7 separate regions of the Mus musculus genome follow, and all the other regions are linked to region 1. The links are chromatin contacts, called in public HiChIP or PLAC-seq, Micro-C and promoter capture Hi-C maps. All regions are on one chromosome and are shown on one strand. Each heading gives the region's core, a stretch centred on a gene start, on an enhancer-like site or on the middle of the called end of the contact. The rest is flanking DNA. Distances are from core to core; before and after follow the strand shown.

Region 1 (3,406 bases), core at 391-2,890:
CCCTACTCAAAATGGAAGTCTTATTCTAAATAGGTACAGGTGTCTCTCTTATGTTGGGATCCATCCCAAGGGCAGCTTAAAAGGCAAATACTATAAAGGCTGATACACAGGTGCAGGAAGTGTTGGTTTCCGAGAACATCCTAGTAACAGAAGTAACAGCATATGAGAAAGTTTCCTTGTGACATTAGGAACAGCTCAAACTGGTAGGTTAGACGGGTAACAGTTACCAAGACCTTAACAATCCCAGTTCCTCTTTCAGGTCTTGAGTGGCTGTATTCCTTTCCTTCCATTGTTTGTGCTTTCATAGACTTCTTTAAGGGATTTAATGTTTTCTTTTTAAGGACCTCTAGCATACACATATAGGCTATGTTAAGGTCTTTATGTGTGCTTCCAGGGTGTAATACTCAGGGCCTGCTGTGATAGGGTTGGTGGGTTCTAGTGGAGACCTATCGTCCTGGCTGTAATTGGTTGTGCAGGGGTAGCCTGTAGGTTCCCAATGAGTGTGTGCCTGAGCTGGATGCTTGGGAAAAACATTGAGTGACGGGAGGAAAGTGGGGGGCCAGGGATCTGTATGCTTCACTGAAGATGGGTGCAGAAGCAGCCTAGGGCTGAGACTGAGGGGTTCCACTCTGAGAAGCAGAGGGAGAGGTGAAGATCTGCAGTTAGCCCACCTGCGTCCCTGCCCAGTGTGGCCTGTGGGTTCCCAGGGAGTGCCGGCTGGAGTTGGGGGTGGAGGGTAGGACAGGGCAATGAGTGGGGGAAGGGAATTTAGGAGGGGAAGATCTGTGGGATCCACCAGCGATGAGGTGGCTGTGGTGGAAGCCGCTGCAGGAGTTAGCGCAGAGCTCAGGATGAAACTAGGGATTGGGCGTGGAGGAATGGAGGGAGCGTGGAGGTCGCCTCTCCCTCTCCCTGGATAGGTAGGTCACCCGTTTGCTTCCCGTCAGAGAGTGCCTAAGAGAGTTGGAGGCTGCTTTCCTGGTTGAAGTTGGATAGAACTTTTCAAACTATATTAATCTGATGTGAAATAAGCACGTGAAAGTGAACCTCCAGCACTGAATGTTGGCTATTTTCTACCAGCCTCAGTTCACCTATGAATGGAGACTCCAGGCTGCATCGTCCCCCACAGGATTGCCAAGAGGCCACGTGAACAAAGCTTTACATTTTGGAGTTTAGAAGGGGGTAACACTCAAACACTATCGATTATTTGAGTCATAGGACTCTTATAGACTGTTATATTCTGGCTCTCTCCATTTAATACCCCAAATGTCACTTTTTTTTTTTTTTTTTTAAATAATGAGCCTTAGTTTTTTAGGAATGAAGGAACACGAAGGTGATTCCTGAGGCCGAGTTAAGACACGTGCCTCTAAGAAACTCAGGAGTTGCGGTCTCCATTCCCCCACCACCACCACCTGTGGTTTCTGACCACTGTCAACCTGCCTGGTCTCTGCATTCCTCTCTGGTTCTGCAGCACCCCGCGGGGGTCTGGGCGGGCGGAGCTGCGGAGGAGGGGCGGGCTAGACCCGGGACCCAGGCCTATAACAGTATGCAAGCTCCGGGCGTCCAGGGGGTGGGAGGGAAGAAGGGAGGGCGGCGCTCAGTGAAAGGCGCATTGATGCGGCAGGCTGCAGGGCTGGGCCAGACGCTGAGCAGGGTCAGGCTCCTGCCGACCCCTTTACCTCCTGCTCCGCGCTTCGCAGCCACCGCACACCATGCACCCCCAAGGCCGCGCGGCCCCCCCGCAGCTGCTGCTCGGTCTCTTCCTTGTGCTGCTGCTGCTGCTACAGTTGTCCGCACCGATCAGCGCCTCTGAGAACCCCAAGGTGAAGCAAAAAGCGCTGATCCGGCAGAGGGAGGTGGTAGACCTGGTAAGTCTGAGAGTCGGTCCTGACCTCAGTGCTGGAGGAGAAGACTCAGCCAGGATCGCACCGGGAGGGCATCAGTATAGATGGTGGTGGTGCTGACCGTAGGGGTGAGTGTAGGGCAGCACGTTAAGAAGCTTGAGTGCCTCAGTGTCCTGCCTGTGTACCTGTGTGGGGACGGATCTGACGCACGCCTGCAGCAGAGTCTTGAACCGCTACGGGAGATCATGAGAGGTCACCACATGCTCCGACGTGGGTCAGGTGGGATGCCCAAATCCGTGTAAGTCGCCCAGTAATTTCTGGCTCCAGGGGAGGCCACCGTTGGGAGAAGTGGGGGGATGCTGTGGCTGCAACTGGAGTAGATTGAGTTAGTCAGTTGATTTCAAAAGAAAGCCCGAGGAAGACCCTAGGCCAGCTGGCCGCTTGGCCCTGGGCCAAGGCTGTGCAACGTGTCCTTTGTGAGGACCAGTGGCCACGGTCTGGCCACGTCTGCCTGGAGGAGAGGCTAACAACCCCCACAAAGCATTTGTTCAGCTAACTTGAAGATTATGAATCACTTTGTGTCATCTCCCTGGGAAATATGAACTGCAGTTTACTCCTTAGAGGACCACAGCTTGAGCCAGGAGTGGTCAGAGGCTTTGAAGCTGAAGGGGAAAAATGAAGGCCCCACTAGGAGCCCTTCCAAGGACCCATTTTGCCTGATCTGTTTAAAACAGATGAGCAGTCAGGTCTTAACCAGTCAGGAACACTGTACTCAAGCTAAGGGGAAGGAAAGCGCTCCCAGGAAAGCAAATATCCCAAGGGCTTTCTGAGAGGCTAATCTGTGGGAAAGTCTGTTTGCTTAAAACCTTTCCCTCTAAAAGTCAATAAACCTAGTGGAGGGCAGAGAGTTTGTCTGTCCCACTCAAAAGCCAGCCATCGATAGATTTGTAGTCTTTGGCACATCATAAACTTCTGTCCTTAAACCAAGCTATATGGTTGTCAGGCACTGCGATACATAAAGGACAGGGGACATTTACTTATTTTATTATTATTATTTTTTTTTTAGATTTGAATTTCTTCCACTGACATTCTAAGTTGAGCTAATAAACCAAGCTCCTTGACAGCTAGTTCTAAACTGATTCAAAAGCACTGGGGGAAAATCCCTGCTGTTTCACGCAGCAGTGGTAGGGTTTTGTTGTTTTATGCTCTGATATATAATTTTCCTCCACAAAAGCATACTGTGTTGGAGCTACAGTTCTATTTTGAGTGCCTAAGTTGTTAAAAAAAAAAAAAGTGCCACATGAATGTGGCTCGTGTGCAGTTTGCGTATTATGAATGTGTAGTTAAGATACATAAAATAGTCATTTCCCCATAAAGCTAGCATTTTCCCCCTCTAAGGATTATACAGTACCACAACTCTACCCCAACTTGGAAAAGCATACTGTGCTGCCAGGCTCAGGTGCATCCTGTAGATTGGATTTGGTTCTGGTGTCAGAAAAAGTCCACACAGTCATTAGGAAGGTTTCCACAGATTCTATAAAGCGACTTTGTATAGGCGCTTT
Region 2 (3,406 bases), core at 678-3,177, 870 kb after region 1:
AAAACAAACAACATAATAGCTTATTGATCTCTGGTGTAGACCCAAACCCACAGGTCATCAGCCAAGCAGGGATGGCACTAACGGTGAACAGTCAGGTCCCACACAAACACATCACTGACAGTTACTACATCAAATGTGGATAAGCCCATCACCTGATCAGAACAAAATAACACACCACGTGTGAACTACACTGAAAATATTACTATTTCTTAGCCATCATGAAATGCCAATTTACATTCATTATATTTTTCATATAATGAGAATTCTCAAGGTTTGAAAGTTACCATCATATTTAATTCCACAGATAAATACTTTCGAGATAGGGTTTCTCTGTATAGCCCTGGCTGGCTGTCCCAGAACTCACTCTGTAGACCAGGCTGGCCTCGAACTCAGAAATCCGCCTGCCTCTGCCTCTGCCTCCCAAGTGCTGGGATTAAAGACAAATACTTTCAAAAGAGGTGCTACCATATGCTGGGGAATTATATGCTACAGAAACCACCGCCACTATACTACTGAATTAGTATTTGTGGCAAATGAAGTGGACTTTTTATAAGTAAAAATACCCGCCCCCCCCCCCGTAGCTTCTGTTTGTTTTTCTGGAGAAATCAAACCATTACTCCAAAATGGAAATGTTAATTGTGTTCTCTGCAATATCCATTCAAGGAGTTAACTCATGAGAACTAAGAATGGTGAAGTCAGAGCCCAAGCTGAGGTCTCAGTGGTGAGCAGTCCTCTTAATTTCCTTTAGTTCTAGTTCATACAAAGCACGGTCGTGACACACAATCAGACTGCAATCCGTAAAGTAGTGTCCCTAACCAGATCGCAGACCGGAATGAGGCAAGAGTCACAACAGCATCAGAGGGCACAGATGAAATGATAAGTGAACTGGGAGTCAAGGCAGACTTGTACGTCCCAATAGAGAAAGACTGAGGTGGGGCTGGAAACTATTTTCTGGCCTTCTCTCCAGTGCAGCTACTGGGGAACGAGATCCTACACGCCCGAGACCCACAGAGCCCCAGGCGCAGAGGTGGAGGGGTGGGAAGGAAGCAATCGGGGTGCTTTTGGAGGGAATGGGGACTAAGAGAGATGGGCACGACAGCAATTTCACTGAGAAGAGAACTTCCTGCCTCGGGAAGGATCTGGGACAGGACCGTCCCGGAGGCGACCTCCCCTTCGTAGTCTCACGGTCACATCTTTGTGCGCGAGGACTGTACAGCCGGCAGCGAGCGCTAGAGGAGCGAGCCGCCGGGGGCCTCGCGCCGGGCTGGGGAGTTTTCCCGCACGCCGTCGCTCCGCAGGGACCCCTGGCTCGGACCGGCCCGCCTCCATCGCTCCGAAGGATCGGCGGCGGCCAGAGGACCCCAGCATCCCCGCGGGCAGACAACCCTCCCCGCACCATCCCGCGTGGGTCTTTGTCCCGTCGGCAACCCAGGTCTCCCCGGGTCGCCCAAGCACAGCCCGTCCTGGAGGCCCGGGGGGCCCCCGGGGTCGCCCCAGCTTTGTTCGGTCAGAGGGGCGCAGGGAGGTGGACACTTACCGTACACCCCAGCGAGGAAAAGCAAGAGCCACGCCGACCCCCGCCGCTGAGACTCTTTTGTGCTCCAGCGACGGGCCATACCCACGGCAGATGGAGGGAGCGAGGAGATGGAGGAGGAGGAGCTGGGGCCAGACGCCGCCGCCGCCGAGCCCCTGGCTGCTCCCTGCGCGCTCCGCGGCGGCGGAGGGGGAGGGGCGGGGCCGCCCGCGCGCGCTCCCTCCCGCCGGCCCTGCGTCGGTCGCGCGAGCCCCTAGCGGGCCGGCCTTCCCGGGGGCAGGGACGCGCAGCGCGCGCGCCAGCCGCAGGCGACAGGGCCGGCAACTGCGGGGCTCCGGCCTCGCGCCGCACAACCAGCCGGCGCCGCCACCCGCCAGACTGAGCGCGAGCCGGCACCGGCGCTCATCCGTGCACTCGGCAATCCCCTGGCCCGCCTGTCTTGGTTCCCGCCCCGCGCTTCCCTGGACTCGGCCGAGCTCGGGCGGATTTCGCCGCGCCTGGAGCCGGAGTAGCGAGGCAGTGCCAATCGATGTGCGAGCACGCGAACGCCGGCCGCTGGGTTCCAGGGGCTCGAGGGCTGGAGTGGGGAGTAAGGAGGGGGGAGCGGGACGGCGGGGATGTGCTCTGACCGAGCTCCGCCGCAGTCCCCGGCCTTGGTGTTGTGCCCTCCCCGGAGATCCTCTAGGCTGATGAGCTACGCGTGGAGGGAAGAGGGGTGGGAACTTAGAAGTCCGTTGCTAAGACCCCCGACCTTGCCGGCTCCGCTTGAATTTGGCTCTGAAAGAGTGAATGGGTCGTAGGTCCCTGTGGATAACCTGATGTAGAATCTCAGCCAAAGGATCTGGGGATACATCCGGCCGGGCTACAGGGTCTGTGCTTCTAATCTGGCAGGGAAGACGCAGGAGACCCTTTTGACACTCGGGTGGGGTGGAGTGGACCTGGGACGTGGAAAGAGGGATATCCCTGACCCCCCCCCGCCCCCCCCCGCCCTAAGCCTCTTCTCAGCTCCTAACAAGTATGACACTTCTTTCCCTTAAGTACCCATAGAGCTTCTGTCTGTAGTGACACACTGGCACTTCCACCTTTTTAAAGTGTCGTCTGCACTGTTTTGCCTGCTGTCCTTGCCATTTACAGGCACTGTCCACTATTCGCTGAAGATCAGCAGTGCCCTATGCTGTACTGTTGACACAGGCTATCTTTGTTTCCCGACAATCTTGTGAGATGAATATTATCCACGTTTTAGATAAGCTAATGAGACTCAAAGAGGTTAAATTATCCCAAAGGAGTTATCAAGTAAATCTACGGACTTTGTTTCCCCCATCCCAAAGTCAAGCACTTTCACACTAGCAGGAAACTCAAGCAAAATGCTTAGTACCCATCAGTTACATTAAATTTTAGTATATGCCTGGGGAGGTACATTAGAGTTTTCCTGTATCTCTTGCTTATTTGACCCTTTAGTGACCCCCTGAAATTATATGTCAGAAGAGAAAAGTTAATGCTTAAGAAATCTTTTACAAGATGGCAATAAACAAAAGTCCTGAACCGGGATTTTTTTTTTCTATTCTTTTTTGAGAACACAGCAATTTTGTTGTTCCTGATTCTGCAATCAGCAGATATGATTCCTTGTTTTATGACACTACACTCTGATCGCTGTTTTTGTTTGTTTGTTTGTTTTGTTTTTTGTTTTTTCCCAGAGCTTTTTCTGTTCATTGAATTTGTGTCAGGCCACAAACACAATGAAAAAGTAGACTGTACTGCATTCGTCTCCCACCCCATCACTTTCAGTACCATTCAAGGAACTCTGTCCCAAGAGGAGACACATGGTGCCCCCCACCCCCAGGACCCTTTCGCCTGCACTCCTCCACAAACACT
Region 3 (3,406 bases), core at 647-3,146, 790 kb before region 1:
TTTTTTCTTTTCTTTTCTTTTCTTTTTCCTTTTCTTTCCTTCTCTTCTCTTTTCTTTTCTTTTTTTTAATATTCATTCATTCATTCATTCATTCATTCATTTATTATATGTAAGTATACTGTAGCTGTCTTCAGACACACCAGAAGAGGGATTCAGATCGAGTTACGGATGGTTGTGAGCCACCATGTGGTTGCTGGGATTTGAACTCAGGACCTTTGGAAGAGCAGTCGGTGCTCCTAATCACTGAGCCCTCTCACCAGCCCCCACTCAGGCTTTTTCTGGCTGGTTTCAGAATAAGTCTGAAATGGACAACGGGCAAGATTATGGGAGGACAGTGGAGAGGAAGGAGCGATTTCCAGACAGAGGTAACATGAGTTTCTACACACCGGAAGGGCAGCATGATGGGGAGGGAGGTGGTAAGAGAGTACGTACTGGGTGGGCACATGGCTCAGCACGCAAAGGCACTTGGCACCTAACTGTGCAAACCTAACAACATGCACACACACACACACACACGCACACACACACCACATGCACACACACATACACGCACACACACACACCACACGCGCACACACCACACACGTGCACACACACACCACACGCACACACACACACACGCACACACACATACATACACACACACACACACACACACCACAGTGGTGATGATGTTGATGGTTTTACTTACTATATACTTCGATTTATTTTTATTTTGTGTGTATGAATGTTTTGTCTGCATGTCTGTTGGAAGAAGGTCTTATCTCCTGGGACTGGAATCCCGGATGCCCAAGAGCCCCACAGGATCAGTAGTATGTGTTCTTAACCCGCTGAGCCATTTCTCTAGCCCCATTAAATATAATATTTTAAGAGATAACATAAGCTAACATTAATTTATGTGTGTTTGTTTGTTTATGTTTTTTGAGACAAGTACTCACATAGTAGCTTAGAATCTGCTATAGCTTGGGTCAGCATCGGACTTGAGACTGCTTGCTGTTCTCCGTGCCCCGCCCAGTGTGAACACAGGTGAGTACAGCCACACCTTCTCTTGTAGTTAACGTTTATTGAGCACCTGGCTCTGCAATACAACTCAAATGCACATTGAGCCATCCTTTAAACAAAGTTGTCTGAGTAAATATTAGTGTAGTGTCCACTTCATCTTTGAGAAAAAACAACATGGCGTTTCCTCCAGGCAGTCAAACAGTTTGTTCAGGATGAGCTAAGAGGAAACCCAGGCTGGATTCAGAAGCGGGGTAGTAGTTTGCTTTCAACCTTCAAAGCAGTGGAGAATGAACCAGGAATGAAACGTTCTTCCCCTGGGAGTTCAGGGCTGAGCCCTGACCCAAAACCCTGCCTGCAGACTCTAATCCCAGATGTAGCCCCTGGGCAGGTTAAGCACTAAAGCAGCAAAACCAGACTAGTGGAGTAGCTGGGGGCCAAGGTCAAGTTTCCACCCGGTTTTCTTCCTCAGTGGCTGTTGACCCGGTAGTTACAGCTGCAACGACCACCCAGGGTGTCTGCACACTGGCCCAGCCCTGCAGGGCAGTCTGGGTGCCGCCACTGCTGGCTGTCTTTAAAGAGCATTTGTTACACAGTTGCTGAAAAAGGCCTGCAGACAAAGTGGAACAATGCCCCACAAAATGGAAACTCAGAAAAAAAGAAAAGAAAAGAAAACCAAAAACCATCAACACCTCTTCACTCCAGCATGGAGGAAGCCCCAGCTTTTGGCCAGGGGCTTAGGACTTGAGTCACTCCCGAGTGTGGAGCCTTTGTCTTCCAGGGAATTCTGCCATTTGTCCTTAAAGGCAAAAATCGGAGCCAGGAGAGTTAGACACATACCGAGGCCAGAAGGAGCAGTTGAGGGTAGGACGGAGTAGCTGAGGATCTGCTGCTGTCTGCATCCTCCCCCACACTTCCTGTGGTTCTCACCTCCTGTGGTCCTCACTTGTGTTAGGAGCCCCTGCCCCCTCTGCTTCACCCTCATTCTCCACACTACCCCTGCAAAGCCACACCCGAATAAGTAGTGCAATTAGGGCTTGAAACCCAGAGTCCAAAGCTTGTGCTTGTAACCACGATAAACCTTTCTTAAAATGTAGAGGATAGCTCAGTCGGTAGAGCGCCTGCTTTGCAAGCATAAGAACGTGAGGCCGCCAAGATGGCTCAGTTTATAAAGGTGCTTGCCACCAAGCCTGAAGACCTGAGTCTGATCCCTGGAGACCACATAGTGGGAGGAGAGAGCTGACTTCCACAAGTTGTTCTCTGACCTCCACCCAAGCACCAAGGCATGCATGACCTCATAAATAGATAAGGGAGAGAGAGAGAGAGAGAGAGAGAGAGAGAGAGAGAGAGAGAGAAATTTATTTTTTTAAAAAGCCAAATGTGATGGCATGTGCTTATAATCTCAGGGCTAGGGAGACGGAGACAGCTAAGTTCCGGAGGCTTGCTGGCCAGCCAGTCTAGCCTAATTGTTGAGGCCAGGGCTGTAAAGAGATCCTTGTCTCAAAAAAATAAATAAACAAACAAAAGAACTAACACATGCTCAAGGTTGACCTCTGGCTTTCGCATGTGCGCACACACACACATGCAAGCTATACTTGCATAATGCTCTCCTAAAACACACATTTAAGCACCTGCACACACATCAATGTGCACATACACACTCACACAAAATATATGGGGATGCGGTCACGATTTTACCTGCTCAGCAGCCTGGGCATCTCAACACATGGTTCAGGCTAGCTTTTAACTATGTAACTATGTAACCCACAGACTTAACACCAAAGCATTAGGCCTCCGGCTTCTTAGGGCCGGGCCAGGCTTTTCTTTATGAGAGCCCCTGGGTACCACATCGCAGGAGCTGTGCACACTTGTCCTTTCTTGCTGTCTTTAAGGCCTGTCACTCATCTGCTCATGAGAAACTTCAGGTGAGCAGCGTTGTTAGGGGTTTCAGAATGAAGACATCCATTCCAGAAGTTCCTGTGACTTAGATCAGTCACATCCATGCCACTGCGACAGCTAAGGCGGTGGTTTACAACCAGAATGTCCCACTCTGGCAGTTGGGGGCCCCGGGGAATCACATCTGTTCACAACCCATTGACTCTCCTGGAGTCATGACCCTGTCCAGCCACAGGGGGGCAGTGCAATGCTGCTTTGAGTCAGAAAAGCAGCCTCAAATGCTCCTGGAAGTCAACCTTCACCACAATCAGAACCAAGAGTGGCCTGTGAGGCAGTGCAGCAAAGGTCACAGCCAGGCTGCACCTCCAGCCCCCAAAGCAGACCAGAACCCCACTGCATTTTCCTGTTGAACTAAATTTAAGTTTTAGAAAAGGATACACAGTTCCTTGGAAAAGTCAGGTTGAAGGCCAGCAATACAGCTCAGAGGACAGAATCGCTTGCTTCATGATGA
Region 4 (3,406 bases), core at 580-3,079, 780 kb after region 1:
CTTACATTTACAGTCCTACACACGTATGCCCCAAATGATGTCAAGAATGTACAGTATTCAAAATTAAGAAGCGTGAGGGAACTGACCAAAAGACCGGGGCGTGTGGAGAAGGTGCTTGGCGAGACTTTTCTTCTTTCTACAATTGTGGATTGTTCCAATCACTGACAGATTCATCCCAAATACAAAAATGTGTTCCTAACATTTTGTAAAAAAGAGATAGATTCATAGCACAGTACTTTAGTTTTGAAAGGGACAATAGTTTGTCCTGCAGACGATGATGTTTATTAGCACAATGATAGACACTGGTAATGAGTAACTAGGAAGAAGCATTCCAAATGTTGCACTAGGCAGCGTGTCCTGGACCCTTCTCTCTGGGTCAAAACTGCCTGCCTTTCTCCTTTCTGTTAACTGTTCTGTGTGGTCGTGGAGGACGGGGGCAGTTGGCAGGGCGGGTGTGAGGAGGGTGGAGGGTTTGAAGCCAGGTAAGTACGTGAAATAAACAACGTGTGGACTGCTCTGAGAGCCCGTTGGTCTTTACCAGGCCTCTGCGGCTGGATGCGTTTAGACACAGTCCTGAGAGGAATCCCCTGAACAACCTTGGCCTTGAAATCAGTGTATCTCCTCCCCTTTGCAAGAAGCCTCTTCTCTCAAAGCGGCTTTGAGGCAAGACTTAAAAATGTTGTGGATTTGACATCTTCAGCCTAGGCTTGGGGGATACGTTTTCAGTTTCCTATAAAGCTGCCTTGACAATCCCATGGTGGGTTCAGACGCTCCAAGGAAACCTTGGCCAAAACTTTCATTGGTCTTCGCTTAGACAAAGACCAGGACATCGTCTTCTGCAGTCTAGATCTGGCTGCTTACATCACTAAAAGCGGGCAGGTACTGTTGCCTGGAGCAAGCAGGTAGCAAAAGGGCTTGGAGAGGTCACCTTGGTGTGAGTGAAGGCTGGAGGGAACTCCTGGACAGGCTATCTTACTTCTACAGGGCTGGGCTCCGTCCAGTGTGGACTATCTCTGTGTGGCTTCCACTCACCCAGGCCTCACTAGTCACAGCAGTATCCTCTAGGTAAATGGAGTTTTCGCTTGTTGGCTGGAGAACTGGGAGAAAAGGCCGCAAAGGTCAATTTTGAAAAACAAACAAGCCAATTGTATAGACAGTATAGCGGCTTTGCAACCCCCCACGGATTATCATGACAAAAGAGAATTACAGACACCAGGAGGTGGTGCCTAGAGAAAAGAAGGCAAAGGGAAGAGATGGCCTCCAGAGTGCCAAACAACCCAAAAGGAAGAGCAGAGGGGCCACAGAGCACGGCATACAGTATCTTCACCCGAGATGGGCGTCCTTTTGTGCCCACAGCTAGCTCAAGTGTCTCACTCCACCTCAGTCCCTACTACTGCGCAGGAGCGGACGAGGTGGAGCCGCTAGAGACCCCAGATTATAGGTCTGTGGTTTGGGTACCTTGGTGCCCTGGTAGAAGTCGTCCACTGACTGCGAGCCCATGAACGGGAATTGCATGTGCGTGTGCGTGTCGATGCCCCCGGGCAGGACGAGCTTGCCCGCTGCATCTAGGATTCGCAGCCCCCGAGATGCGTCCTCAGGAGGCAGCAGGTCCCGTCCCAGCGCCCGCACCACGCCGTCCTCCACTAGCACATCGGCCACCTGTGAGAAGTCGTCATTGACAATGCGACCCCCGCGGATGAGAAGTCGTCCCTGTGGTGCCATGGTCCAGGGCGCTGGGGACTGCGAACAAAGTTGGCTTTCCTTTAAGCTCTCCACGAACTGTGCCAGAACTCCCTCTCCCGCTGGGCTGAAGGCGGGCAGATCTCTGGTGGCAGGTGAGGTACAAGGGTTTATTTAAATGCAGGACAGAGATGTAGCTCCACCTCAGGGCAGGGCTGCCCTGCCGCAGACCTGGACAAACCCTTAAGCACAACCCCTAGCATCCAGTTACAATAAGTCGGGGTGTCCACTGAGTTTATGAGTCCACAGAGGGGAGGGGTCTTGGAATTTGAAAGCTGCAGTCAGGGGCTTGCCTCCCTAGAGGCAAAGATACTTTAGTGAAAGAAAGAAATTCACTTGGTTCCTTGGTGAACAATGTCTACACCAAAAGACAGAAGGAACCTGCACAGCACCAGCAACAATAACACCTCAAAACAAACACACTTGACTCAAAATCAAGAGCAAACCACTGCAGTCTCTGTGATTGGCAGGTTGTGCTGGCATGTGTGGGATTCTGGTCTCCAGATGGATAAGCAGAGAAGATGTGCTGAGCAGGGAGACAGGCTCTTACAAGGGAAGCTGGCAGACAAGGAGCTGCCTGAGAGAAGGCTTGAGGGGTAATCAAGGGCGGCATGATGGCTAATCTTCATTCTCAATTTGATGTGATCTAGCGTCACTTGAGAGATGCTTGTGTCGAATTTCCTGATGCATCAGACTATCCACACCTCAAAACGATTAAAAATTAGAACGCACCGATAATCTAAAGACCCATGGATTTGGCTGTCAGGCCAGGAAGAAAAACACCAAAACCTCAGGAAGGTTATATAATTATTGTCAAGGGACCTTTGTGCAACTGTGAAAGGGGTAATTATATACACAATGAAACTCCTACAGGCTTGCAAGTCAACACCACCAGGAGCATGAGATTGGATGTCCCTGCTGCCACTGGGGCTCTCTCTGAAACTGCCCGGATGAGCGACTGCAAAGGTTTCTTTATCTTGGACACTTTATATCATGACACAACACAGAACAAACTTCCCACATTTAATTAACTCAAAGTTCTAGCAGAAGAGGGGCTTGCCAGGTATCTGCGAAGGGGAAGGAAATGGCTCACTGAGATTCGCAGGCAGAAATAGAGCAGAAAAGAGAGTAAGCTTTAAGAAAAATGCAGGCTACCAGACTAGGAAGACTGTCCCCTGGTGGAGTCACTGTCCCTACTCAACACCTTCGGGTCAGAAGCCTGGACAAGCATGCTCACTGGGGAGCTTGGCCTCCAAACGCCATTGTTTCTGCAGACACTCTAGGTCCCCGGGGGACCCTGTGGTGGGAAAGAACACTCCAGCCTGCTAATGAGCTTCTGCCTGGATGGGTGATGGGTGTGGAGTTTGGGGGAACAGGCAGACTGAGGGGTGGAAGGAAAACAGATGCGGACTTGGGATTGGAAGTCAAACTCTGGCTTTGGCATGAACTCTATGAAGCTTGGGCAGGACACTTCAGGGCCCCGTCCTCCCCGTCCTCCCCGTCCTCCCTGTCCTCCTCGTCCTCCCCGTCCTCCCTGTCCTCCTCGTCCTCCCCGTCCTCCCTGTCCTCCTCGTCCTCCCCATCCTCCTCGTCCTCCCCATGTGGAGACCTAGGCTGACAGAAGTTTGCAAGCCCATCCTTCCTTGATCTTTTACATCCTGATAGA
Region 5 (3,406 bases), core at 617-3,116, 780 kb before region 1:
ACCAACTCAAAGAAAGAGGGGTGGGAAAAAAGGCAGCCAGGGGTGAAGAATGTGAGCCGGGAGGGGAAGCCGGGAGGGAGCGAAGAGCTGGTGCGAGGCAGGAAAGGGAAGCCGGGTGGAGGCAGAAGCGAGGCGGGGCGGGGCGGGGCGGGGCGCGGGAGGCCGGCGGGGGAGATCCTCGCTGGCGGGGACCGACCGATGGGGCCGCCCTAACCTCAATGAGGCTGGCGGGTGAGTCACCGGGAACACTGCCCGCCGCGCGCACGTCCCCGCGCCCCGCCCCTGCCATTGGCCGGCCGGCCCGCGGCCCGCGTCCGGATTGGCTGGGCGGGCAGGGTGGGGGCGCGAGGAGGAGGGGGCGAGGCATGTGAACAAAGCGTGATCAGCGACTGCTCCGGGCGGCGCAGGAAACGTGAACTGGGAATTGCCGCGCCGTCACCTTTCCCCTACTTCCTGAGCACGGGCCCCCGCCCCCGCTCGGCCGGGGAGGGGCCGCGGGCGCCGCCGCCAACCGCTCGCCAGTGCGCGCCGGGCGGCGCGAGGGCTGGGCGGTGTCGGCTCCCGAGTCGCCCGCCCCTTCCACCTCCTCCGAGCCGCGGTTCCCTTAGGAACCGACAGCAGGGCCGGGCCTCGTTCCCGCCCCTGGCGGAGGCCGGGGCTGGGTCACTCGGGGACGAGAAGCTCCCCGGGTGCACCCGTTCGCCGCCCATCCCTGGCCTCCGCCTCGGCTGCGGGAGGTGGGGCCGGGTCCCCGCGGAAGCCCGACCGCCGCCCTCCTCCTGCTCGCCGCCTCCGGGGAGCGGCCGGAGCCTGGGGCACTCCGCCCACTCGGCCCGCGGGACCTCAGCCTACCCGCATCTGCAGCATTCGTCCGACTGCTGTTTCCGGCAGCCTGAGCCCCCGCAAGCAGTCTCTGCAGGCTCCCAGACGTGCGGCGCCCACAGCACGGGCTCCAGGCGCGCGGCCCCACGGTTCCCGCCTCGACACGCGGCCCCCGCGTCTCGCGGTCCCGACTCCCCCGCCAAGCTGTCGGGCTCCAAGGCAGGACCCTGCCCCCTGCCAAGAGTAATCTATAGGCAGCCACCTGCCTCCGCCTCGGATGGGGAGTCCCCTCCCGACGTCTGCGGGGGCGCCGCGGCTCCCCTGGCGGCCGCAGAGTCCGCGTGCCTTCCATACCCCGCGCGAAGCCGGCCATCCCCTCCCCCAGCCCCGGGCTAGCCCAGCCCCGCGGTCTCCACCTGGCAGGGTTTCCCCCTCCCCCGAAGAGCAGGCGCCCTCCTCTCGGCTAGGCAGACCGTGAGTAGTCCTTGTCACCCCGGGTCGCATTCCTGGTGCAGACAGGGGCATCTCCCGCCAGAGCCAGGTGCAGGGCGCCCCCTCCATCTAAACCGCGCTTCCAGGGAGACAGCCCCTCCAGCTCACTCGTCTCCTGGGGTCTCCCTGAGAGTCCTCCTTGTCTCCTGGATACCCAGGATCGCTCTCCCCTGGTCCAGGTCCCAGGCTTCTTCCGACCCTTTTTTTTTTTTTTTTTTTTTTTTTTTTTTTTTGCACATGCCCTCGATGATATTCCAGCCTGCAGGGAGGAAATCCCTTGCAAGACCCCGCTGCAGCCTGGGTTCTCAGGCGTGGCTTATTTAGGGGCTCATGCTTCGCGCTCCGGCTGGCTCCCCTACACTGACCGGCAGGAAAGGACCAGCATCCTCAGGTAACTTACCGAAGCTTGCTGGAGAGAAGCGCCGAAGTTGAGCATGGTTGGCTGCCTGGCCGCAGGTCGCGAGCTGCCTGGCTGCTGGCTGCTTAGTTAGCCACAGACGGGAGCACTGAGACACTAGACGTCGACGCCACCGCGCTCCGCGCTGTCTGCCCCCCTCCCCGTGCAGGTAGCCGCTCTGCCTGCCCCGCGCCGCGGGCGGGGTAGAGGGCGGGGCCTAGTGTCGACCAATCAGCGGCAAAGGTGTGTGAGGCCTCAGCCAATGAGCTGGCAGAGCCACGCGTGATCAGCGGCTGCCCGGCTGCAAGAGGCTCTGTCAGTGGAGCGTGTACACAACCCGAGGCACCGTGTTCCCTCGGTCCAGCCCCGGGGAACTCCGGGGACCACCTGACTCCGTGACGCCCCTCGCCCAACCCTAGCCTTCAGTCCTCCGCCCATGCCCGGGGGCGGCGCCGGCGGCGGGGCATAGCTGGGAGGCGCGGTGGCGGCGACTAGGCTTTGCGGAGAGCCGGCCCCACGTGGGGGGTGGGAAGGGAAGCCCGCTCCGCCCAGTCCCCTTCGCGCCCACAGCGTCTGGGCCCGCCAGGGAGTGGGCGGGACCCCGAGCAGGAGGCGGAGGCGGAGGCTGCGAGCGCGGCTCCGAGCCACCAGACGTTCTTTGGCAGCGTGGTTCTCGTGGGTCTTGCGTGGAAGCAAGGGATGGATGAACCACTGAGCGGCATTTCTGAGCATTTGCCGGGTTTTGTCACTCTAAGCCGGAGGACTGGGGAGAACCAGGGCGAGATGGTGGCGGCGGGAGCCCTGTCACGGAACAGACACCTGCTCGCACTCACCGCCCACGCCCAAGGCGGCAGGCGCTGGCTCGTCCTCCCATCTGCAGCACAGGCACTAGCAGCAGGGCCCGCCTCTGCGCGTCCCTCCCGTCCTTCTGGGCGGTTGGAGTGGGGACTAAGGGAAGCCGGTACCAAAGAGCTAGTGGCGTGGCAGGGAGCCCCAGACCCGACGCTCGGTGGCAGAATCGAGTTTGAGTTTGATGTAGTTGAAGTTTAAAATACAATGTTCGAGCTATTTCCAAGGTGGACTCCACTTCCCCCACCCGCGGGACCACAGTCTTCGCCGACGCCCTACCAAGAAACCGCTTGAGGGGATGGGGTGAGGAAAGCATGCTTGCAGGTGGGATTCCTGACCCGGTCAAACATCGAGTTCCTGTCCCTGCCCCCTCCACCGCTCCAGGGATTGAGGGCAAGCTGAGCTTCTTAGGGAAGCCAGCTTGTGGGTGCAGCAGCCCGGCTGAGGCTGTAGCCTCCTAGTCTGAGAGCTCTTGGCTCCTCGTTGGCGCCCTATTGCCCCGCCCCCTCGCCCGTTTGTGCGGGTTCACGGCAGCTGTTGGAGCCGGAGGGAGTGATAACGGGGCTTAAAGCAAACTAGAGATTTTTATCTTCTCCCTGGGACAGGCAGATCATGAGACAAAAGTCACTGCCCTCCTGTGGGCTTTTTCAGCCTGCTGGGCTAAAAGGGCTAAAGCAGGTGCCCTTTCTCAGTCACCACAGACTAGGTAAAGGAGGGAATTTGTTTTAGAGGCCTCCAGCTCTACCAACATCTATCTGATGGTTCCTTCTGGTATACCTAAAGCCAGCCAGCAACAAATGTAATGATAATAACGTGGGCCAGAGAAGCCCTGGGTGGGGGTGGGAG
Region 6 (3,406 bases), core at 389-2,888, 740 kb after region 1:
CTTCTCTACCACATGAACTGGGACAACTGAGCTTTGGGGCCTGGGAGAACAGTTCTTTACAGAGTCTGTCAGCACTGGTGTGAAAAGCTAATCTTTATGCTGACCAGCTTTTCAAAACAATCACAGACTGTGTGTGTGTGTGTGTGTGTGTGTGTGTGTGTGTGTGTGTGTAGTGTGTATGCTTGTGTGAGTACTTGTGTGTGTGTGTGTGTGTGTGCTTATGTGTATGGTGTGTGTGTGTGTGTGTGCTTGTGTGTGTGGTGTGTGTGTGGTGTGTAAATGCTTGTGTGTATGCTTGTGTGTGTGCTTGAGTGTGTGGAGTGTGTATGCTTGTGTGTGTGCTGTGTGCGTGGTGTGTATGTGGTGTGTGTGTGTGGTATGTGTGCTTGTGTGTGTGGTGTGTTGTGGTGTGTGTATGCTTATGTGTGTGCTTGTGTGTGGTGTGTGTGTGTGCTTCTCTCTGTGTGTGTACGCTTATGTGTGTGGTATATGTGTGGTGTGTGTGTGTGTGTGTGGTGTGTGTATGCTTGTGTGTGTGCTTGTGTGTGTGCTTGTCTGTGTTTGGTGTGTGTGTGCTTGTGTGTGTGGTGTGTGTATGCTTGTGTGTGTGGTGTGTGTATGCTTGTGTGTGTGCTTGTGTGTGTACTTAGGTGTGCTTATGTATGTGCTTGTGCATGTGTGTGTGGTGTGTGTGCACTCTCATGTGTATGCATATACTTCTTTGGAGGAAGAAGACAAGAATTACAGTTCAGAAATTAGATAGCACACAATGAGTTATCTAGTTTTCTCCAAGGAAAATGCCAAGCGGTCTCTTTGAAGCTCTCCCTGATGATATGACCCTATGTACACACCCTAAGCTTCACTGTTTGGTTCATGATGCTTTTTACTCCCTATTGCTCCATGTCCCTTAGAGAACCATCCCTCTCCTGCTCAATTTCATACAAAGGTTCCTAGGCAGAACCCAGGGGCACATTCATAATCTTCAAGTCATTACTCTTCACTGAATACAAAGTTAAATTCGTTTATCTCTATCTACACTGAGAAAAGGACGGAAATTAAGCAGGAGAGGCAGCACAATGCCTTCCAGAATGGTGAATGCAAGGTCAAAGCTTGCTGTAATTGAGTTTAAAAAAAATAATAAACCCCAAATAACTGGAAACAAAAATATGCCTCCTCTGCAGAATACAGAGCGGCTAGAAGTCTTCATCAAATGTTTCAATGCACACAGTAGTCAGCTGTGCTGGTATGCTTGAGATGCTGTGAGATGCCCTGTAGCTCATAAATACAGAAAAGGGACAGTTTCCATAGTAACTAAGTGCTCTTTAATGAATACCAAAGAACCAGAGCTCAAAGGAGAGCCTTAAATTGCCAGACCACGAGTTGCTGCTGCTCCTGCAGACCTGCAGGCAGCTCACATTCCCCTTTCTCTGATCAGAGTTTTAACAGGTTGGCCATTTTGACTGATCTCTGTTTCAACCATATGACACCTTAAAATTCTGTTTCAATATCACATGAAACCCACACTCTTGATTTCTTCTCTATAAGCTAAGTACCAGAATATTCTACCCCAAAAAAGGCCAAACAACTAGATAAAGGGCTATGTCCTTAACTCTAAAGCTTTGACCGGAGCAGTGAAGCACAGGGCACACACTTCTGTCACAAGAGATAGACACAGGCTCAATGAGCTGTCAAACTGAATACAGGGGACTCTTCATTTCCAAAGCAGAAAAAAAAAAGTTGATAATGTTCTCTTTGCACTAAATGCAGCCTTTTTTTTTTTTTAAATGTGCAATGACACAGAGGAGGTATTGCAGTTGGTTTTGCAGGGACTTTTTCTTTACAGGCTTGTTATGTCTAAGGTCATCTTTCATCAGGATTTCCTACCTTTCCCCTCATACGCCCACTCCCAGTCCTCTCTCGAGATCCATCAGCACACTGATGTCAGTGCCTCACTCTTGGAACCATGCAGCTTCTATAGATTTACAAAACAAGCAGCAGAAGGAGAAAAGTGTGGATGCCCGGCTTTTCTTTCTCCTGACCTCCTTTGGTGACATTAATGAAACCCGGTTTTAGGGCAGCAGGCTATGTGGCAAGCACACTGTTTTCTACGTGCCGTTAATAACCAACAGGAATAACAAACACACAGAAACATCTAGGTACCATGTAGCCCCCAGAGCGTTAGCAATCGCTTCCTCTCTCAGGAGGCTGCCTCCTTACATAACCAGCAGATCGGGCAGCCCAGTGCGGGTTGTGGGCGCCCCCTTCAGGATATGGGATTCAATGCACATTGCCGTCTTCTGTCATTTATGCTAAAAGCATTTGAGGAATTTTGCAGTAAAACATCTAGTGTCTAATTATATGTTAAAACAGAAATCATATATAACACTGGACTGTAACTAATGTTAAAATCACCATCGTAGGATAAATCCATTTCTTCCCTTGATTAAATAATTCTTTTCCACAAGGCTAACTTTGTGAACATTCAGCTCAGTCTATGACAGACACAATTCACATTGGAGGCCATCTGGCTGCCTTCTCTTCTTTCTTCAGGCAGCCTGGACGCCTGCTCCTCCCCCGTGCTTGAGTTTACTCTGCCTCAGCTTCAGTTCGACTCTCGGGTACGGATCCTCTGCCCACTCTCATCCCACGTGACGTGACAGTACACCTCCCTCTGGCCTCATGCAGGACCGCTCTGCTCTGAACCTCTCAAACAGTATTTTTGTTTGTTTGTTTTTTGTTTTTCGAGCCAGGGTTTCTCTGTATAGCCCTGGCTGTCCTGGAACTCACTTTGTAGACCAGGCTGTCCTCGAACTCAGAAATCCTCCTGCCTCTGTCTTCCGAGTGCTGGGATTAAAGTCGTGTGCCACCACGCCCGGCTTCATTTTTTTAAAATTTTTTATTAGGTATTTTCTTCATTTACATTTCAAATGCTATCCCAAAAGTCCCCTATACCCCTCCCCCCCCCACCCTGCTCCCCTACCCACTCACTTCCACTTCTTGGCCCTGGCGTTCCCCTGTGCTGGGGCATATAAAGTTTGCAAGACCAAGGGGCCTCTCCTCCCAATGATGGCCAACTAGGCCATCTTCTTCTACATATGCAACTAGAGACACAACAATGAGAGGTACTGGTTAGTTCACATTGTTGTTCCTCCTATAGGGTTGCAGACCCCTTCAGCTCCTTGGGTACTTTCTCTAGCTCCTCCATTGGGGGTCCTGTGTTCCATCCAATAGATGACTGTGAGCATCCACTTCTGTATTTGCCAGGCACTGGCATAGCCTCACAGGAGACAGCTATATCAGGGTCCTGTCAGCAAAATCTTGCTGGCATATGCAATAGTGTCTGGGTTTGGTGGCTGTCAAACGGTATTTTTAACACATCCCTTCTGAGAGTAAACTATCTCATCTT
Region 7 (3,406 bases), core at 563-3,062, 560 kb before region 1:
ATCAGACTCAAGTCTGGGCTACAAAGTGAGGTCCTGTCTCAAACAAACAACAAAATCTAATCAAACAGTACAAATAAATAATGAGAATTTTACTGCCAATTTCTAAAAATTAGAGAATGGGACTGTATTTAATGTATGGAAATACTCAAGTTAGAGCTATGAAGCATTTTGATGTCCGTAATGCAGAATTAGTAAGATGGCTGGAAGGTAAGTAGAGTAAAATGTTAGCTGCGGAATCTAAATTGAAGGTACCACTCTGAGTTCATTGTTGGGAATCATACTAAAACATTAGAGAAATAAATTGATTACTCATTTATCTTTATAACCTACAGTTTTATGTAAACACCCTTTCCTACTTATTACCTGTGAATTCCTCGGGGCTTATTGGTACCAAGCTTGCTTTCCTGTCGGGCCTAGTTCTCATAGTCCTTTCCTGAGGAAGTTAATCAGCTCTCACCCAGGCTGTGCATATATTAATGGTAAAACACCACAGGACAAGAACAACCTAAGATATCCACCACAAAACTGAGTTCAATCTGTTCAAACATCCTGAGGCTGTAAACAGTGTAAACTGCTTGCTTCGTTCAGCCAGTAACACACGTTCATGATACTTAATACCATAAAACGTTTAAACACTACTAACCGCTGGCAGCCAACAGAGTCCTTGATAAGCCGCATCAACCTACCCTTCGCCCTCTTTCTGCCCCGCGATCACAGCTAGGACCAGAAAACGAAGCCATGGTGACTAATCTCCAGGCTTCAGGAGGTGACTGGGGTAAGTGAAAGCGACTTGGCCCAATCAGGAGAGCCGCAGGGGCGGGTCAGCAGCGCCGAGGTTTCCAGAAAGGGCCAAAGGCCTATTCGCTTGCTACTTGACACCGGGGCTTCCCCGCCGCCGGCCCCGAGTGAGGTCAACTTTCCACCGCCAGAGGGGGAGCGCGCACTCCGCACCCCCTCTCCCGCCCGCAAGAATCCAGCCTCCTCCCAGCTGTCACCAGATGCCGGCTCGAGGCCCGCCCCGCTCCATTCATAACCCGGAGCCCCGGCCGCCGCAGCCCGTCCACTCCGCACCACAACCCCCTGCAGGCACTGAGACAGGGAGAGGGCGATGGGACCCCCAGCCCTCCAGGCTGCCGCCGGACCCCCTCCCCGGAAACAGCAATGCACCACGGGAGTGGGGTGGGGGCCGCATGCCGCCGAGAGGGAACAGCGACCACCGCCAGCCTGCCCCCGAGCGCGGCCCCACGCGCACACGCCCCCTCGCTCAACCGCGGCTGTCGGCTGCCGCCCTGGGTCGCGAGGCGCCGGCCGCCGCCCGGGCCACCGGCAGCCGCCACACACGCCGCCGGCCGCCATGTTCGAGGCCGCCGGCTGCGGGGCACTGCGGGGACACCGAGGGCGGCGTGGCCCAGCCCAGGCGCCGGACCCTCCCGCGCCCCTAAGTCCGGTACTCACGTGAGATAACGGCCCAAAGAGTCGGGTAAAGCGTCTTCTCTTTTTCGGCGGAATTTTTAAAGAGGGATGTGGTTACCTTGAGCAGAAATACCCAAGGCGGCCTGGGCCATAGGCTGCGGGGACGACGTGGGGGAAACGCGCGGCACCGACACCAGCTGAGCAGCAGTGGCGGCGGCAGCCGAACTGGAGAAATGGAGCGGCGCGAGAAAAAGAAGAAAGGCGCGAACTGGGTGGGGAGAGGATTCAGCCTCGTCACTCCGCAGAGCAGCAGAGCGAGAAGGATGAGAAGAGCAGAGCAGGAGACAACCAGAGAGAAAAACGGAAACACCGCGGCGAGAGTTGAGCCAGAGAGTGTGGGAAGGCGGTGCCAGAGACGCCAGTATTTATACTCAGGGGGGCGGGGGCTGCTGACGTCACAGACGGCCGGTCGGCCGCACGACGGGGGTGGGGCCTGTGCCGCCGGGGAATGTGGGAGGGGCGGAAGGGGAAGGACAGCCTTGTGCAGTTAGGGGGCCGAAGGGCGGGACCACCGGGCCTGGCAGGTGCTGGCCCGGCGCTCGCTTCCCGCCCTCGCGCTGCAGCCGCTCCCCAGCGGGCTGCTAGTTTCGTAGGCGGGGCAGAGGGCGCGCGGCCCAGCGGATCGCGGATCGCGCCCTCGCCCTTGCGGCGCCTGCGCGCCACGCTAGCAGCCAACGATCCGCTTTGTGAGCCGGCAGCTAGTCCATGCTGACGGCAGCCTTCGGGACCGTCCTGGGTCCTCGGCTTACCGACTCCAGTATTTTAGGAGAGGAGGGTGTGCGCCATCACGGGGCTTTCTCGGTGCACTAGTTTATGTAACAACTGTATACTATGCCCGGGGACTGTATTCCGAGGGAGAGGTTCCCGCCTCTCCATGGGTTGCGGAGCTCCGTTATGAAAATGAGTTCCCCGTGGCCAGCAAGAACCAGTCCGGTGTGGTTACTGAGGCTTTGATCGTACCAGAATGTTCCTCCGTGTTCGCATGTTGCAATATGGTGCAGTAGATTTTTTTTTTAAATGTGGCTTTTCTTTCTTTGTCTTCATTTTCAAAAAGGGTTGATGCAGTCAGACCCAGCCCTATTAAAGCGGGGCCAGTGTTGCTGAAGTTACATGACTTAAAGGCACATCTCTTTAATCCTCTGCATTTCTCGTTTGAAGTCATTCTTTTTTTTTATTCTTTTGTTTTGTTTCTCCAGAAAGGCTTTCTCTGTGCAACCCAAGCTGTCCTGGAACTCCCTCTATATACCAGGCTAGCCTTGAACTCTGCCTGGTATATAGGTGCTCCTAGGTGCTCCTGCTAAAGGCACGTGCCACCACACCAGGGTTTCTCTCTAATCTTGTTTGTTTTGTTTTGTTTTTCTTCAGTTTTTCGAGACAGGGTTTCTCTGTATAGCCCTGGCTGTCCTGGAACTCACTCTGTAGACCAGACTGGCCTCGAACTCAGAAATCTGCCTGCCTCTGCCTCCCAAGTGCTGGGATTAAAGGCGTGCGCCACTACTGCCCGGCCGTTTTTTCTCTATTCTCTATTATTTAATAAACTTTTATTACTAAAGTAAAATGACGGATGTAGCCTCCCCCCTCCCCTTATATTTAAAATCCTTTTTCTAGCTGGATGAGGTGGTGCATGCCTTTAATCCCAGCATAAGAAGGCAGAAGCTGATGGATCTCTTGAGTTCAAAGTTAGCCTGGTTTCTAGACAGCTTGAGCTACACGTAGTGAAACCCTGTCTGGAAAAAGGAAAAACCAAAGGCCATTTTATCACTAGCAGTCAGTCCTAGCCTGCTAAATCTTTGCAACTCCAGACTCAGCACAATGAAGGGGAGGGACAGGCAGACAGGGCACTTCTCTGTAGCTGAAACTGACCTCCAAATAGCAAGTCTCCTGCCTCAATTTAAGGGGATTGAGATTACAGTCGTGTATTACCCTATTTATG

The links. Promoter capture Hi-C pulls out the DNA fragments that hold promoters and counts their contacts. Hi-C and Micro-C count contacts between places; a contact is called where the count stands out from the background. HiChIP or PLAC-seq counts read pairs in DNA pulled down with a chosen protein or histone mark.
Region 2: an H3K4me3 HiChIP or PLAC-seq map of forebrain shows a contact between it and region 1, with 5 times the contacts expected there. The contact joins the promoter of Lrp12 here to the promoter of Cthrc1 in region 1. A contact is called at or near these places in 2 of 115 datasets of contacts at active chromatin or transcription factors (bone marrow-derived macrophages and forebrain).
Region 3: a promoter capture Hi-C map of pre-B cells shows a contact between it and region 1, with 7 times the contacts expected there. The contact joins the enhancer-like site here to the promoter of Cthrc1 in region 1. A contact is called at or near these places in 6 of 39 promoter capture datasets (the C10 cell line, embryonic stem cells, hippocampal neurons and 3 more), 2 of 484 Hi-C or Micro-C datasets (embryonic stem cells and erythroblasts), 4 of 115 datasets of contacts at active chromatin or transcription factors (astrocytes, bone marrow-derived macrophages, large pre-B cells and 1 more) and 3 of 9 other capture datasets (adipose tissue, embryonic stem cells and liver).
Region 4: a promoter capture Hi-C map of embryonic stem cells shows a contact between it and region 1, with 3 times the contacts expected there. The contact joins the promoter of Dpys here to the promoter of Cthrc1 in region 1. A contact is called at or near these places in 3 of 39 promoter capture datasets (embryonic stem cells and hippocampal neurons).
Region 5: a contact with region 1 is called in a Micro-C map of embryonic stem cells, with 4 times the contacts expected there. The contact joins the promoter of Klf10 here to the promoter of Cthrc1 in region 1. A contact is called at or near these places in 2 of 39 promoter capture datasets (embryonic stem cells and pre-B cells), 1 of 484 Hi-C or Micro-C datasets (embryonic stem cells) and 3 of 115 datasets of contacts at active chromatin or transcription factors (astrocytes, bone marrow-derived macrophages and large pre-B cells).
Region 6: a promoter capture Hi-C map of stem cell-derived epiblast-like cells shows a contact between it and region 1, with 3 times the contacts expected there. The contact joins the enhancer-like site here to the promoter of Cthrc1 in region 1. A contact is called at or near these places in 5 of 39 promoter capture datasets (cranial neural crest, embryonic stem cells, hippocampal neurons and 2 more).
Region 7: a contact with region 1 is called in an H3K4me3 HiChIP or PLAC-seq map of embryonic limb bud, with 4 times the contacts expected there. The contact joins the promoter of Azin1 here to the promoter of Cthrc1 in region 1. A contact is called at or near these places in 9 of 39 promoter capture datasets (the 3T3-L1 cell line, the C10 cell line, cranial neural crest and 5 more), 2 of 484 Hi-C or Micro-C datasets (adipose-derived mesenchymal stem cells and embryonic stem cells), 3 of 115 datasets of contacts at active chromatin or transcription factors (embryonic limb bud, embryonic stem cells and pancreatic cancer cells) and 1 of 9 other capture datasets (adipose tissue).

What each region holds. Positions count from the first base shown.
Region 1 is chr15:39,075,292-39,078,697 of GRCm38.p6, forward strand. It overlaps Cthrc1 (collagen triple helix repeat containing 1), which reads left to right and starts at 1,641. Exons shown (of 4, transcript NM_026778.3): 1 at 1,641-1,868. The coding sequence starts at 1,713.
Region 2 is chr15:39,942,067-39,945,472 of GRCm38.p6, forward strand. Lrp12 (low density lipoprotein-related protein 12) reads right to left here and starts at 1,928. Exons shown (of 7, transcript NM_172814.4): 1 at 1,538-1,928. The coding sequence starts at 1,616.
Region 3 is chr15:38,280,920-38,284,325 of GRCm38.p6, forward strand. No RefSeq gene overlaps it. Among named protein-coding and RNA genes, the nearest start is that of Gm35248, 16 kb to the right of the region's middle. Within about 2 kb of position 1,897, at least 79 of the 459 cell types and tissues checked have an H3K27ac peak or open chromatin away from gene starts, as enhancers often do. A contact at or near this core is called in embryonic stem cells and pre-B cells, where this site is marked.
Region 4 is chr15:39,855,641-39,859,046 of GRCm38.p6, forward strand. Dpys (dihydropyrimidinase) reads right to left here and starts at 1,830. Exons shown (of 10, transcript NM_001164466.1): 1 at 1,459-1,830. The coding sequence starts at 1,722.
Region 5 is chr15:38,298,845-38,302,250 of GRCm38.p6, forward strand. It overlaps Klf10 (Kruppel-like factor 10), which reads right to left and starts at 1,867. Exons shown (of 4, transcript NM_013692.3): 1 at 1,715-1,867. The coding sequence starts at 1,750. All of the region lies in intron 1 of Gm35248 (a long non-coding RNA gene), which reads left to right.
Region 6 is chr15:39,815,008-39,818,413 of GRCm38.p6, forward strand. The region is part of intron 7 of Dpys (dihydropyrimidinase); the gene reads right to left. Among named protein-coding and RNA genes, the nearest start is that of Gm16291, 20 kb to the left of the region's middle. Within about 2 kb of position 1,639, at least 69 of the 459 cell types and tissues checked have an H3K27ac peak or open chromatin away from gene starts, as enhancers often do. A contact at or near this core is called in hippocampal neurons and liver, where this site is marked.
Region 7 is chr15:38,517,454-38,520,859 of GRCm38.p6, forward strand. Azin1 (antizyme inhibitor 1) reads right to left here and starts at 1,813. Exons shown (of 12, transcript NM_018745.5): 1 at 1,456-1,813.